Linked DNA regions of Sus scrofa: region 1 is linked to region 2. Evidence: chromatin contacts called from public Hi-C data. All regions are on one chromosome and are shown on one strand. The core of a region is the stretch at or near the end of the contact, and the rest is flanking DNA. Distances in the headings are between cores, read along the strand shown.

Evidence for each region. A called contact is a pair of places that touch in the nucleus more often than the background predicts.
Region 1: a Hi-C map of skeletal muscle shows a contact between it and region 2, with 2.7 times the contacts expected there. The contact joins the promoter of FGF2 here to the promoter of SPATA5 in region 2. A contact is called at or near these places in 6 of 47 Hi-C or Micro-C datasets (embryonic fibroblasts, fetal heart ventricle, heart right ventricle and 3 more) and 1 of 2 datasets of contacts at active chromatin or transcription factors (skeletal muscle).

The regions. Positions count from the first base shown.
Region 1 is chr8:101,338,704-101,346,217 of Sscrofa11.1, reverse strand. It overlaps FGF2 (fibroblast growth factor 2), which reads left to right and starts at 2,134. Exons shown (of 5, transcript XM_021100546.1): 1 at 2,134-2,297; 2 at 2,355-2,962. The coding sequence starts at 2,134.
Region 2 is chr8:101,235,331-101,242,659 of Sscrofa11.1, reverse strand. SPATA5 (spermatogenesis associated 5) reads left to right here and starts at 1,561. Exons shown (of 17, transcript NM_001177913.1): 1 at 1,561-1,705. The coding sequence starts at 1,561. It overlaps NUDT6 (nucleoside diphosphate-linked moiety X motif 6), which reads right to left and starts at 493. Exons shown (of 8, transcript XR_002346434.1): 1 at 464-493.

The DNA.
Region 1 (7,514 bases), core at 885-3,384, 100 kb before region 2:
CAAAGATACTGGGACCCCATAGAATCAGCTAATTTAGTTCTACTAAGATAACTCCTATTCCATTGAAGATATTTAGTAATCAATTTTTTCTTTTCGATTTAAGAGTCTTTCACATTTTCCCCTACATTAAAAAAAGTATTTGCTATTCTTATATATTTATCCAAATGAATTTTACATATTGTTAAATAGTTTTAAAAACTGTGCTAAAATTTTGATTATTGTTTAAAAATTTTAAATATGGTTAGAGGAATTTGCCACTGTTATTTTACTGTATGTTTCCATCCAGGAACATTTGAGATTTTTTTTTTTAAGCTCTCATTAAGTCTTTGTACTTTTCATCATTTATATTCCGAACAATTCTTATTAATTCCAAGGTAATTTATCTTGGTATTGTGAGGAAGTTCTCCTTCTGTTATAGTTTCTAAAGCATTATCTAAAGATATCTAAGGTATCTAAAGCATTGAGGAGTAAGTCCTCCTTCTTTTATAGTTTCCAAAGCATTTTCAGTGGAACCTAAAGGTTTTTAAAATTAATGTTTTCAATTCATCATCTTATAGAATTCTACCGTTGATTCTAGTTATTTTTCAAAATTATTTTTTTATTTTCATCCTTATAGTTGGGTGAATTGAGAATGCAAGTAAGTCGATTGCTCCTGGTGCAGCTGAGACCAAAATGATTGTATGGAAGAATATTGTCTGTCTCTCTGTGTCCATACAAGTGTGTGTTGAGAAGGCTGTGGGTAGGAACTTGAGACAACTTTCTTAATGATGTCTTCTTGGAATTAACACTATTTGCCTTGGAGACCTAGATTCCTAGAACTGGCTTAACCATTTCTTGTGATATCCTGACTTTGAAGGAATTAGAAAACAATCAGTTACTGTACATGGGATGCAATTCTACAAGACCGGTGGTCTATTAGCATACAAATTACTTAACTGCTTGTAGCTGTTCCCCAAATTTCTGGATACTACTGTTTAAAAATATTTTGACTTAGCTTTTATCCCTTTGGTCTTGGAACACAGGTTTCTGTGACAGAGTTCAAGACTTACTCAAATCTAACTTGATTTCAAAGTAAGGGGCAACCTGAAGAGTGCTGCAGTAGCTTCAGGCATTCCCTGGGATACCTACAGAGATCATCTGAAAGGGAGCTCTTTGTTATAACAAATTTTCGGTGCAGAGTAAACCTGTCCATTTTGGAGAGAGATGTCAGAGAAGCCGAATTGGCCCAGATTAAGCCTGGTTTTAAAGCTCCAAAGAATTGATGCACACTCTTATTTAACAGCTTAGAAATGCACCTGGAGTTAAACCTCTCTTGGAGACATGAACAAATGCACTCATGGATAATCTTTCAAAAGCAAACATGTTCTTAAACAGAGGAACTTCTGTATTCTCACCTCTTCCTAGAAGCTTTCCCTAGCCCTGACTACCCTCAAGCTGATTTTGTTTGTGTTGTTCATGCTCCCTATTGTCGCCTTCACTGTGCCAGAAGATCCCATGCAATGAGGCTTTTCTCACTGCATTTACTGAAATGCTTTGCACACAGTAGGCGCTCAGTATATGAATTTTATGGACCAGTATTTTCCTTATCTGTAGTACCTGTTATATTCTACTGAAAGTTAGCGAAGTGCAATTAACTTTAATTTTGTAGTTTGGGATTTTCAGAAAACTACCCTCCTTCCAAGAAATGCCTAACAGTTTAGCTAGAAAAAGACATTAACATGCTTCTAACGTGATAAGGATTTGAGACCCATCTTCATCTTTACACGTTGTCTAATTCAAGTTAAGTTAGTAAAAGGAAAACTCTTTCCTTTTAGCAACCCAATCCTCTCCCCTTCTCTGGCCTCTTTCTTTCCTTCTGTTAGTAAACTACTTCAGCCTCTGCCTTCAATTTTAACAATTTGTGCCTTGCGGGTACCCCTCATCTTTCGGTGATTAGAGAGGTTCAAAACCTACTGTGACACACAATCCTCCCTCGCTTCCGATTCCTCTATTTTTTTCCGGGGTGGAAATAGTTTCTCAGCTTTGAAGAGCTGGCAGGGAAAAAGAATGGGGGAGAAAATTGCATTTAAACTTTGAAAAGTTGAGTCACGACTGGTTGCACAGCAAAAGCTCCTCACTGTGGAGAAAGACTAAATGTCGTTTGGGTGGCGCGGGGTTGGGCTGGGGCGCCTTCTGGGGAACCGGCGGGGTCGAGGGCTCTGGAGCTGCGGAGGCCTTGGCTTTGGCCTCCTGCCGCGCCCCCGCATCTCCCCCGCCCGCGACTGCCTTCCAACTCCCTTTGGATGTCGCGCGCTTGCGTGAGGCAGCCGGAGCGGCCGACCCAGAGGCCGGCCCCAGAAAACCGGAGCGAGTAGGGGGCGGCGCGCTGGAAGGGAGGAGGGCCGGGGGCGTGGGGGTTGGTGGGCGTTTGGGGGTGGAGATGTAGAAGATGTGACGCCGCGCGGCTCGGCCGGTGCCAGACCAGCGGACTCAGAGCCCGCAGTTGCAAGCCGATCCCGGGCGCTGCAGTTTGGGGAGGCGGCCCTGCCGAGAGTGGCGGCCGCCGAGAAACCCAGCCCTAACCCGCAGCTCCAGGGCCGGCGGAGAGCGAAGCGGCCAAACAGCACGAGGCTGGGGGCCCGCGGGCGCGGCCGCGTGCCGCGGGGCGGGAGGCTGGGGGGCCGGGGCCGGGGCCGCGCTCCGGAGCGCGTCGGAGGCCGGGGCCGGGGGTCGGCGGCGGCGGCGGCGGCGGCTCCCCGCGCGGCTCCAGGGGCTCGGGGACCCCGGCAGAGCCCTGGTGGGGCCATGGCAGCCGGGAGCATCACCACGCTGCCCGCCCTGCCGGAGGACGGCGGCAGCGGCGCCTTCCCGCCCGGCCACTTCAAGGATCCTAAGCGGTTGTACTGCAAAAACGGAGGCTTCTTCCTGCGCATCCACCCCGACGGCCGAGTGGATGGGGTCCGGGAGAAGAGCGACCCTCACAGTGAGTACTGGCCCGCTGGTCCTCCCCAGCGCGGTCTCCATCTCGCGCGGTTCTCTCGCCTGCCTTCCAGTCCCCGCTCTCCTTCTTTCCACTCCGACCCCAGTGGGACTTGTGGTTTCTCTCCGCGCTGCCCTCGGCGGTTTCAGGTTCACCGCTCGCCCCCTCCTCCCCCGAGCTGCGGTGGCGGGTAGACGCTCCCCTAGGCTTTGGAGTGTGCCGCTTTCCCCTGGTAAACCAGTCCTCTGGGCCCGGAGCCGCAGGGCGCCCCGGCCTTGCCGGCGGCTTGCTGAGCGCTGACAACCTGTCGTATCCGGGATACCCCGCGGCGGAGCGGAGGTGAGCCGCCCGCCAGGTGCCGCCCGCGCCCCCCAGGCTTGAGTTTCGACCCCTTCTCTCTGGGATGCACGCAGTCCACCCCCCACCCCCCGCCCCCGCAAAGCCGACAGCAGCCGTATTAAAAGGGAAAATACCATAAGAGCCGTGTCTTTAAATTCCAATTCGGTAGGATCCGAGGTGGCTGGCACACTGCTCTCGTCCACCCACTTCTGTTTTTTCCTCCGAATTTTCGAAAGCTGAAAGAAAAAAACGAATGGGCTTTGTGCTATAGATTTTCGTTTCAGTTCTAAAAAGAACTGCAAAAACTTTAATTTTCCATTTGCAGTTATTAGGTTTGGGACCTCGAGAGATACTTAACTTGTGAACCCGTTTCCTCTTCCCGAAAGTGGGGATATTATTTACCTTGCATCGGGTTTGAGGATCAAATAAGAATTTATATAAAGTTATATAAAGTGCTCAGAGGATTCAGTTTACTAGTCTACACTTTGGTTTACTGTAAAAAAAAAAAAAAAAGAAAGTGTTTGTGGTTATAGAAATAAGTCTGGCCTGAGTTATTAGTTCTCAAATTTTAGGAGTGCCTTAGAATCACATGGATAGTTTGTTATCAGGCATGGAGGAACCATCTCCCACAGTTTGATTCCTTCGGTCTGGAGTGGGGTCTGATAATTTGCGATCCCTGGTGATGTTGAGGCGGAGCACACTTTGAGACCCACTGGTCTAGAGAAAAGGGAAGAAAAGGGCATAAAATGAGCTGGTTAAAAAACATTGATGAATTTTAAGTGAAAGAAAGAGGATCAGATGTATTTTAACTGTCATCCTGTAAGTGTAGCTGAAACATCTGTTTTAAAAGCTGTTCTGCCTGGCCTTTCTCTATGGGTTTCAGGTGGAAATTTCATCCTCTTTTTGCATTAGACCCACAGGAGTTTACCTTTTGATGCTAATGGTATGTCCTTCACCCTCGAGGGAGGGGTTAGGAAGAGGAGAAAGTTCTGCAGCCAAACCTGAGTTGACAAATTCTAGAATGGGAAATGTCCTTTTGTAAAAGTTGGGTCCTAATTGATTCCGAAACAGCGAAAGATGCAGGTCTGTAATTTTTTTTCAGGTCTGCCATAATTTAAAAATTTTACCAGCTGCTTACCTTATCCAGTAAAAACTGAAAAGATGCTTGTAGCCCAACATATGGGTTAATGCTCTTACTCTTTTTTTTTGTAGCTAAGTAGGTTTCACAAATTATCTTTGGAGTTTGTTCTGCAGTTGGCTGCCAGACTAGCCCAGCTGATTAGGGCAGGGTGCATGCATATATACCAGTTCATTTTGTCTTTTCTAGGAGTTTAAGAAAGACCATGTTGTTGTGAGTAGAAGACAGAACTCTTCTCCAGATCAGATTCATGTTGGGGCTTCCCCTAGTACTCTTTTTTATTTTTTTTCCAGTTATCTTATTAGTTACATTTTTTTCCACTTTGAAGCTTCAATACCCTATTTCCTTTAGAATAAAAGTGTATAGGGACTAGCAAGTGAGGATAATTCTGAACTGCACACCACATTACCATCCTTGTAAAGACAACCATTAACGTTAACTCTCAATTCTGGATTGAGTTGTCATTTTTGTAATCTGATTTTAACCCAGTGGTAATCAAATGGGGTTGATACCTATCCCCATTCCTACTCCCCCCATTTGGCAATGCCTGGAGACATTTTTGGTTATCATACGTGGAAGGGTGCTGCTGGCATATAAGTAGAGGCGGGGATGTTGTTAAACATCCTACAGGACACACAGTACCTCCTGCATCCCTCAGCAAAAAATTTTCTGACCCAGGTGTTAATGGTGCTAAGATTGAGAAACTCTGCCAACTTGATAACCAGCTAAAGAGAAGATGTTAAAAGTGAAGAGTTTATGGAGATGATTGATTTTTTTAAATCACCTTTTACCAGGCAATAGACTGACAGGAATGTAAATCTAAAAATGATGAATTTGGACTACTTTTATGTATCCCAACCTGGACATAAGTTTTAAGTGCAATATTTTTTTCCCGGCATATGGAATGTGTCCTGATGGTTGACCAAACCAAGAGGAAACTTAGGGGAAAGAGATAAGAAAAAAATGAATATGGACATGACATAACAATATACTTTCAACCACATCCTCTCCATTCTTCACAACAAACAAAACTGGTCTGCAAACTTGGAGAAATAAAGCAGAGTTAATGGTTGCTACAACTTCCCACTGAATTAAGGCTAGGTGTCTGGACTGGTTTGAAATGCTGACAAACCTAAGGCCCCATTCCTCAAGCTGTTTTGCTCAATGGACCTGAAAAATCTACCATTTGAGAGTTATTCCTTTGGTGTTAACACCTTCTGTCCAGCTGTTACTAACATGCAAACACAGTCTGTGCCCCATATCCGAGGGTTCCCCATCTGTGTATGGAGATGGAGGGCCCACAGCTATGCCATTTTTCCATGAGGGACTCGAGCCTCCACTACTGTTGGTATCTGCTGGGGATCCTGGAACCAAACCCCCATGGATACCAGGGGAAGACTGTACCTCTGAAGAGTTCAACCATTATTGGATTTTACCACTTGGTGTGAGTTAAGTTGTGTGCAATTTCTTCCCTGAAATCTGACCAGAAGGACTGAAGTTGAGGGAGGGAAGCTTTGAAGATGGCGGCATAAATGTGGGGCACTGGTTAGGTGTGGGGGACTTGGCTCAGGTTGTGAAAAGATGTAGGGCAGGAGGAAAGCGGGAGAAAGGAAAGGGAATGTAAGGTAAGGTGACTGAATCCCAACTACTCAGTATTGCCAAAGATCACCTGTGCTTCTCATGTGGGTTCTTGCTTGAGTTTTCACTTGAAAAGAACTGTTTTCAGAGTTCCTGTTTGGGCTCAGCAGTAACAAACTCAACCAGTATCCATGAAGACATGGATTCTGTCCCTGGCTTTGATCAGTGGGTTAAGGATCTGGAGTTGCCGTGAGCTGTGGTGTAGGTTACAGATGCTGCTTGGATCTGGTGTTGCTGTGGCTGTGGGTTAGGCCAGCAGCTGCAGCTCTGATTTGACCCCTAGCCTGGGAACTTCCATATGCTGTGGGTAAAGCCCTAAAAAGAAAGAAAAGAGGGGGTGGGGGAGGGGAGGAAGGAAGGAAAGAAAGGAAAGAAAAAGGAAGGAAAGAAAGGAAAGAAAAAGAAAAGGCCCATTTTCCTGCCCCTGTTTTGTGATCCTGGAATAACCTTCATTTGACATGAGGTCTTGATAAAAGCAAGGTAAAAACAGAGTCTGCTTCCCCGGTGTGTGTGCCGCACCTTCACCTTCCTTTTGGCATCCTGGTTACTTTGCCAGCCCCCTTCCAAAGGTCCATGGGACTGTGTAACATTAAGTATATGCTCCAAAGTAGTGAACTATGTGGAAACATTCAGAAGAGAGAACATTTTCTCCCAAGTAGCATGTACAACAAGTGGTGGAGTATAGCAAGGGAAAAGTATGCTGCTTGTGTACATTTTAGCATTAAATATATTCCAGATGTTCTTATTTTGGAAAAAATGAAGGTAGTTAGAAGCGCTGGATCTCCTCCTTGGGCTTCTCCCAGAAGGTGACTGCCTGCTTGCCACACTGCTCTGCTTCCAGGCTCCAGACAGAGAATGCTGAGGGGGACCTGTCCACTCCTCTGTGGAGCAGGGATGGGATCCCCATCTGCTTCCTGTCCTCTTTGCTACGGCACAGACTCCATGCAAGCCCCATCATTAAAAACACAAACTTGTGAAATTGAGAGGGAGGCATCAGAACGTTGAGTCCACCAGTCTCATTTGGCAGAAGATATTGAGGTTCAGAAAAGTAATTGAATGCCTGGCTTTACCTGCCGATTCTTGCCCACCTGGCCCCTTGCCTCCTACCCCTGCTGTCCCTCAGCCTCCTGGACGGATCTCTTCCGTTCAGTCACAGAGAGCCTTCTGGGTCCTCCTTTTAGGCTTCCTCTCTTTCTGGGTGTTGACAGAACCTGCCCCTCTGAGGAGTTCTTATCAGTTCATAGGCTGCCCCTGATTGTTTTCCTGGAGGTGTTGGAGGAAAACACCTTTCCTTCTCTTCCTTTAAGTACATGGAACTTTCGATTGAATGATACCAGATTCTCTCCTCACCCACCCTTTTTGAGTAAGATCTGGCAAGTGGATGCCACCAATTTACCTTAATAAGCATGCTGTTTACTGTAGTGCTATTTGTGTGCAGTA
Region 2 (7,329 bases), core at 312-2,811:
AAAAACAGGTTGCTCCACCAAATCGAGGGCTCTCAAAGTGAAGGTTCCTCTTCACAAGCTTTCTTTTTTTTAATCATTGAATTCAAGGTTCAAAGAGAATAAAGAGAATGGTGAGCTTTGTTCCTGAAGACTGAAACCATTCACCAATCTCCCCCGCTAATTATAAAGGGAGTGTTGCTTTCTAAGTAGAAGAAACTCTCTAGTTCTGGGCACCAGAGCTCCTGATCCCACTTGTGAACAAATACGACCACTCGGAGCCTCTTCGGCCCACTTACGGTCCACCACCTGTATCAGAAAACGCGATAGGGTGTTTTTTTGTTTGTTTTGCCTTGGGCAAAGTGCCGGGCAGAACCAAGTCTCAGTAAACGGCAGTAAATAATTATGAAATAATATTAACAAACGCGGAGCAGTAAGTACGCGGCAGCTATAACGCTAAGCACTTAATAAGCATTGTCCAACTTACCCCTTAACAATCCCATGAGTTCCTGTTACCTGGTTTTACAGATGAAAAAAAGGTGATTTACAAAACTTGCCCAAGATCACACACTAGAAAGAGGACCAGAAAGTAGGGCTGCAGACCTAAAGTTTGAGCTCGTCACCATTTCCCCAACAGCCTCGGAAACCTCCCAGCCAAGGGCACGAGAACGAAAGGCAGAAAACGGGTGCGGGTCACACACGCCCTCTCTCCTTCCCTCCAGAGCGACTCGGGAGTGGGAACCCCAGTTACTTGGTTAGAAAGGTCGGGAGCCCGGGGAGCCTTGATCCAAGCGCACTTGCCCTGCAAAGCTCTCTGGAAGGCGACGGTGTCCAGGCGGTCCAGAGCGTCTAGTTTCACCGAGACGCCCCCGAATCTGTCCAGCTCACCCCTCAGCTCGCCAGCTACGGAAGGGGGGTCCCGAGAGCAACCCAGGAAACTCGAGGCCCCACGGAGCCCTGCATAAAGCATTGCGTGGCGCACCCGAGCCAGCCCAGTGAACCAGCAGCGGCCGCTCCGCAGCGGCGGCATTTCCACGCAGGCTCTCGTGGCCTCAAGCCTCAGCTTCCAAATTACCCAGCGGGTTTGCCTTAGAACGAAGAATGCTACCGTAAGTTTTAGAAGAGTACCACCCACCCTATCTCAGGGTTGAGCAGGCATTACCGCTTTGCAGCTCTAGGTAGAGGAAACGGCAGTCCTGTTGACTGACTCCTCTCAGAAGTTTGCCTGGCTCCCGCCAAGCGGGGAGAAACTCCCACAGCTTTCCACCCTCCCGGAGTTACCCCCACCCATTTTAATATTAAAGGGACGTTTGTTCAGGGATGGAAAATGCGGTGGAGATAAGAAAAATTCCTGTTTTTCAGGAATTTACAATCTAAAGGACAGTTCTGTCCACCTACTCCTTGGCAGAAGTCAGAACCTCTTCAACGAAGGATCCTCGGTTCTCCCGCTCCTCCTGCGCTCCACTCCGGGGATTACGGCGCGGAACAGAGCCTCGCTGGCTTCTGCCCCGGAAGTTTTTCTCTCAGTGAAGCGCGCACGTTGAGCCGGCTTCACCGCTGCTTCTCTCAGGCAGCCTTGAGATCATGTCTTCCAAGAAGAACAGAAAACGCCTGAACCAAAGCACCGAGAATAGTTCGCCCTCGGCCTCCGCTGCTTCCTTTCCTGAGGGGGCCACAGCTTCAGCCGTGGCGGCCGGGACTTTGGTGGTGATCAACTTCCTAGAAAAGGGTAAAGAGTTCTGAGAGGGAGGTCCGAGGCCGAGGGGGTGCTGCCTGAGAGGACGAAAACCTAGCGGTTCTACCTTGAGGGGAAGAGGTTTTTAAAAAGTTGGTCGAGGCAGCGATATGAGCGCGGCACAGAAGTCCTAAAACACCTGAAGCTGCGCCTGCATTGGAAACGTGAGGCAGAAATGACTTAACCATGGCAAGTCAAGCTGCATTTTTTGAATTTCTAAGTTTCACTTGAAACAGCCTAGGCTTGTTTAAGATTAACGGCATATGTAAGTGTAAAATCGCTCATATCAAGCGAGCTTTGTATACAATCACCCAGTTCGGTGACCATGTGGACCCGTCCTTCTTGAGAGAGAGGTCGATGTGCCTTTAAGATTGATAAGTGGCTTTTCCCCTGTTACACCAGTTCTGGTATTTAATAACAGCTGTTAATTGTACACTGGCGTTAGCAGTAGGTTGCGCATTTCACTTACGTGTCTCATTTACTCTTCTCAGAGCTTGGGAGATGGTATTGTGTTCTGCCCATTTTACAGAGGAAGAAAAGTTAACGTGACCGCCCCAGGTTACACAGCCTACTAAATAAATAACAAAGGTTTATTTGAGGCCAGAAGTATTTGACTCTAAAGCCATTGCTTTAGATCAGGGCAACCTTGACTTGAGAGAACGGATTTAACCGAAACGCATTTAGTTGGTAAAGCTTCTAACAGTCTTGATGTTTTGTGGTTTTTAAAAATGGTTCAGATTAACCTAGCGGCAAGATTTTTATTTCTCTATTGCAGACCCTAAAGACTATCTTCAAGTTAACATTGCGTTTTCAGTCTCTTTTGGGGATCAGAGGGCAACTAGTTGGGTCTTGCTGTCTTGCACAATCTCTTTTTCTTTCTTTCTTTTTTTTTTTGCTTTTTATGGCCGAACTCTGGGCATATGGAGGTTCCCAGGCTAGGGGGTCCAGTCGGAGCCACAGCTGCTGCTCTTCTCTCACTCCTCAGCCTCTTCCTATTTGACATCCACCCTATTATTCCATCAAAATGGCACCTGCCCTGGTGGCTGATTATCTCCATGTGGATAAATCCAATGGATGGTATTTCATTATTTGACCCCTCAGCAGCTTTTGGTATTGTCTGTCAGCCATTTCTACCTTCTTTAAACAGTTTTCTTCTTGACTTATGTATCATCACTTTCCCAGAGTTTTCCCCTTCTTTGGTTGGTACTTAATCAGTTTGTTTTGCAGGCTCACCCTTATCTACCTAACTGTCCAAAGTAGAAGCTTCTTAATCCTTAGTCCTAAACCCTCTTTTTCTCTATATGAACTTTCTTCAGCAAGTTCATCCACTTCCCAGAGTTTCCCATTTATACCCTTATTTTCCAGATTTGTATGTGTAATTTATATTGTTTCTGAGTCGATTCAATTGTCTTCTAGACCAATGCGTTTCAAACTCTGTAGGAAAGATTTTGAAATTAATGACGTGGCACAGTAACACTGTTGTAAAATAAAATAGAAGTAAATTACTGGCAGATAAGTTAGAGATTTTTATTAGATTCAACATATGTAGAATTACTTTGTCAAAATGCGATAAAAGCTTCTAAATGCATATCATTTTTTTGTTCTTACCTCATCATGAACAGTAACAAATAGTTTGTGGACTACATTTTTTTTAAATTGGAATATAGTTGATGAACAATATTTTGTTAGTTTCAGGTGTATGTCATTGTGATTCCCTTTTTTTTTTTTTTTTTTCTTTTTAGGGCTGCATTGGTGGCATGTGGAAGTTTCAGACTAGGGGTCCAATCAGAGCTGCAGCTGCTGCCCTACACCACAGCCTACACCACAGCCATAGAAATGCAGGATCCGAGCCTTTTTTGCCACCTACACCACAGCTCACAGCAACGCCATATCCCTGATTGAGGTCTGGGAGCCTGAGATTGAACTACATCCAGTGGATACTAGTTGGGTTTGATTACACTGCACAACAATGGGAATTCCCCACTTTTACTGCACCTGTTGAGGTGATCATATGGTTTTTGACTTTTGTTAATGTGGTATATGATGTTGATTGATTTGTGTATGTTGAACCATCCCCACTTTTAAATACATTAAATGATTACCATGATAAGTCTAGTACCATCTATCACCATACAAATTAATATAGTATTATTGAGTATATTCATTATACTGTACTTCTCTGTGACTTACTTTTTAATCGGAAGTTTGTACCTCTTAATTCCTTTCACCTGTTTTGCCCAACCCCCTCCACTCTTCTCCCAGCTAGCAACCATCCCTTTGTTCTTTGTATCCATTTGTCTGTTTCTATTTGTTTTGTTTTTTAGATTCCACATATAAGCGAAACCATATATTTGTCTTTTTCTGACTTACTTCACTTATAATATCCTCTAGATCCATCCGTGTTTTTGCAAATGGCAAGATTTCATTCTTTTTATGGCTGAATAATATTCCATTTTACTATATCCATTTTATATGTATAAAAGTTCTCTATATATTTTGGATATTAATCCCTTATCAGATATATCATTTGCAGAAGTCTTCTCTCATTTAGTAGGCTGCCTTTTTGTTTTGATAGTTTCCTTCACTGTGCAAGAGCCTTTTAGTTTGATGTAGATTCATTTTTTTTATTTTTGCTTCTGTTGCCCTTGCCTTAAGAGATCCAAAGGGAGTTCCCATCGTGGTGCAGTGGTTAACGAATCCAACTAGGAACCATGAGGTTGTGGGTTCGCTCCCTGGCCTTGCTCAGTGAGTTAAGGATCTGGTGTTGCCGTGAGCTGTGGTGTAGGTCACAGGCACTTTGGATCCCTTGTTGCTGTGGCTCTGGTGTAGGCCAGCGGCTACAGCTCCAATTGGACCCCTAGCCTGGGAACCTCCATATGCCGTGGGAGTGGCCCTGGAAAAGATAAAAAAAAAAAAAAAAAAAAAGAGAGACAGGTCCAAAAAAATATTGCTAAGACCAAATTCAAAGAGTTATGTGTGTACTTTCTTCTAGGATTTTTATGGTTTCAGGTCTTATATTTAAGTCTTTAATCCATTTTGAGTTTATTTTGTACATGGTGTAAGAAAGAGATCTAGTTTGATTCTTTTGCTTGTAGCTGTCCAGTTTTTCCCAGCACCATTTATTAGAGAGTCTGTCTTTTTTTCCCCCTTATATATGTCGTTGATTAATTGCCCAGATAGATGTGGATTTATTTCTGCATTCTTTATTCTGTTCCATTGATTTATGGAACTGTTTTTGTGTCAGTACCATATTGTTTTGATTACTGTAGCTTTCAGTATAGTTTGTGCTACCTCCAGCTCTGTTCTTCTTTCTCAAGATTACTTTGGCTATTTGGGGACTTTTGTGGTTTTATACATATTTTAGGGTTACTAGTTCTAGTTCTGTGAAAAATGTCATTGGTATTTGTTAGGCATTGCGTTGAATCTATGTTTCAGGTAATATGGGCATTTTAACTATTAATTCTTCCAATCCATGAGCAGAGTATATCTTTTCATTTATTTCTGGGTTTTTTTTTTTTTTTTTTTTTTTGCTTTATATTAATGGTTTTTATTTTTTTTTCATTACAGCTAGTTTACAGTATTCTGGGTCACCATGCTGTATACTGTACAGCATGGTGACGCAGTTACACATACAAGTATACAGTCTTTTTTTTTTTTTTTTTTTTTTTTTTTGTCTTTTTAGGACTGCACCCGTGGCACATGGAGGCTCCCAGGCTGGGGGTCTAATCAGAACTGTAGCTGCTGGCCCATGCCAGAGCCACAGCAACTTGGGATCTGAGCCACATCTGTGACCCACACCACAGCCCATGGCGCGCCAGATCCTCAACCTACTGAGCAAGGCCAGGGATAGGGATGGAACCCGAAACCCCATGGTCCCTAGTCAGATTTGTTAACCACTGCACCACGATGGGAACTCCAAGCATACATTCTTTTTCTTACATTATCATTCTCCATCGTAAGTGGCTAGACATAATTCCCAGTGCTACACAGCAGTATCTCATTGCTAATCCATTCCAAAGGCAATGGTCTGCATCTATTAACTCCAAGTTCCCAATCCATCCCACTCCCTCCCCCTCCCCCTTGGCAACCACAAGTCTATTCTCCAAGTGCATGATTTTCTTTTCTGTGAAAAGGTTCATTTGTGCCATATATTAGATTCCAGATATGTGATATCATATGGTATATGTCTTTCTCTTTCTGACTTACTTCACTCAATGTGAGAGTCTCTAGTTCCTTCCATGTTGCTGCTAATGGCATTATTTTGTTCTTTTTTATGGCTGAGTAGTATTCCATTGTGTGTATATACCACATCTTCCTAATCCAATCATGTGTTGATGGGCATTTAGGTTCTTTCCATGTCTTGGCTATTGTGAATAGAGCTGCAATGAACATGTAGGTGCATATATCTTTTTCAAGGAAAATTTTGTCCGGATATATGCCCAAGAGTAGGATTGCTGGGTCATATGGTAGTTTTATGTATAGTTTTCTAAGGTACCTCCATACTGTTCTCCATAGTGGTTGTACCAGCTTACATTCCCACCAACAGTGCAGGAGAGTGCCCTTTTCTCCACACCCCCTCTAGCATTTGTTATTTGTGGACTTATTAATGATGGCCATCTTTGTGTTGTTTTAATTTTTTTCATCAGTGTCTTACAGGTTTCAGAGCATAGGTTTTCATCCCCTTGGTTATTCCTAGGTATTTTATAATATTTGATGCAGTTGAAAATGGGATTGTTTTCTCAATATGTGCTCCACACGTTGAATATAGCACTGTAAAATACCTCTTCTTTTGGATTTTTCAAAGGTACTTTAAGACTGACCTCAAGAACTCGTATTTCCTCCAACAAAACAAATGACCTGTGTTAGTTTTTCCCATCATAAAATTCAGAAATCTAGGATCCATCAATGATACTTGTCTCTTATATCACATGTTGTCCAGTCCACCACCAACTTCTGTCTAATACCTAAATGTTTCCCATATTCCACTTCTGCAGTCTGTCCCCACTGCTTCAGCCTTACTCTTAGACACAGTCCTCTTTCACCTGGACTGCTACACTAGCTGCTCCCTTCCAATTCCTTTTCCACTCTCCAGACAGAATGATCTTTTAAAATAAAAACCATGATCCTGCTTTTCACCATTAACCTGTCTGCAATCACTGTCAGATTAAAGACCAGGAGCTTGATACATCTCCACTGCCCTGGGTGGTCTTGACCTTTCTTTTGTAGCTCTTTCTTGTCTTCCACCACTCTGTACTTTTATCCTTAGATGCACAATGCCTTCTTCTGTCAAGGATCTCTGTACATGCTCTTCACTTTGTTGAAAATTGTCTTTTTTTCCCCTTTTCATGTAGTTGATTTTACTCTTCCTTTAGCTATGAATTTAAGCATTATTTCTTGGAGAAGTGTGCTTTGATTTGTCTAAATTAGATCCTGCATTATAGGTTCTCCTAGCACTCTTAGTTGTTCTTTCATTGTATTAATCTTAAACAATCACTAAATAACTGCATAATGATAATAAACTAATACTTCTCTTTATTAAGTCATAAGCTTTGTGAGGCCAAAGACTGTGTCAGTTTTTATCTACTTTGTATCCCCAGTATCATATCTGCCGTGTAGTA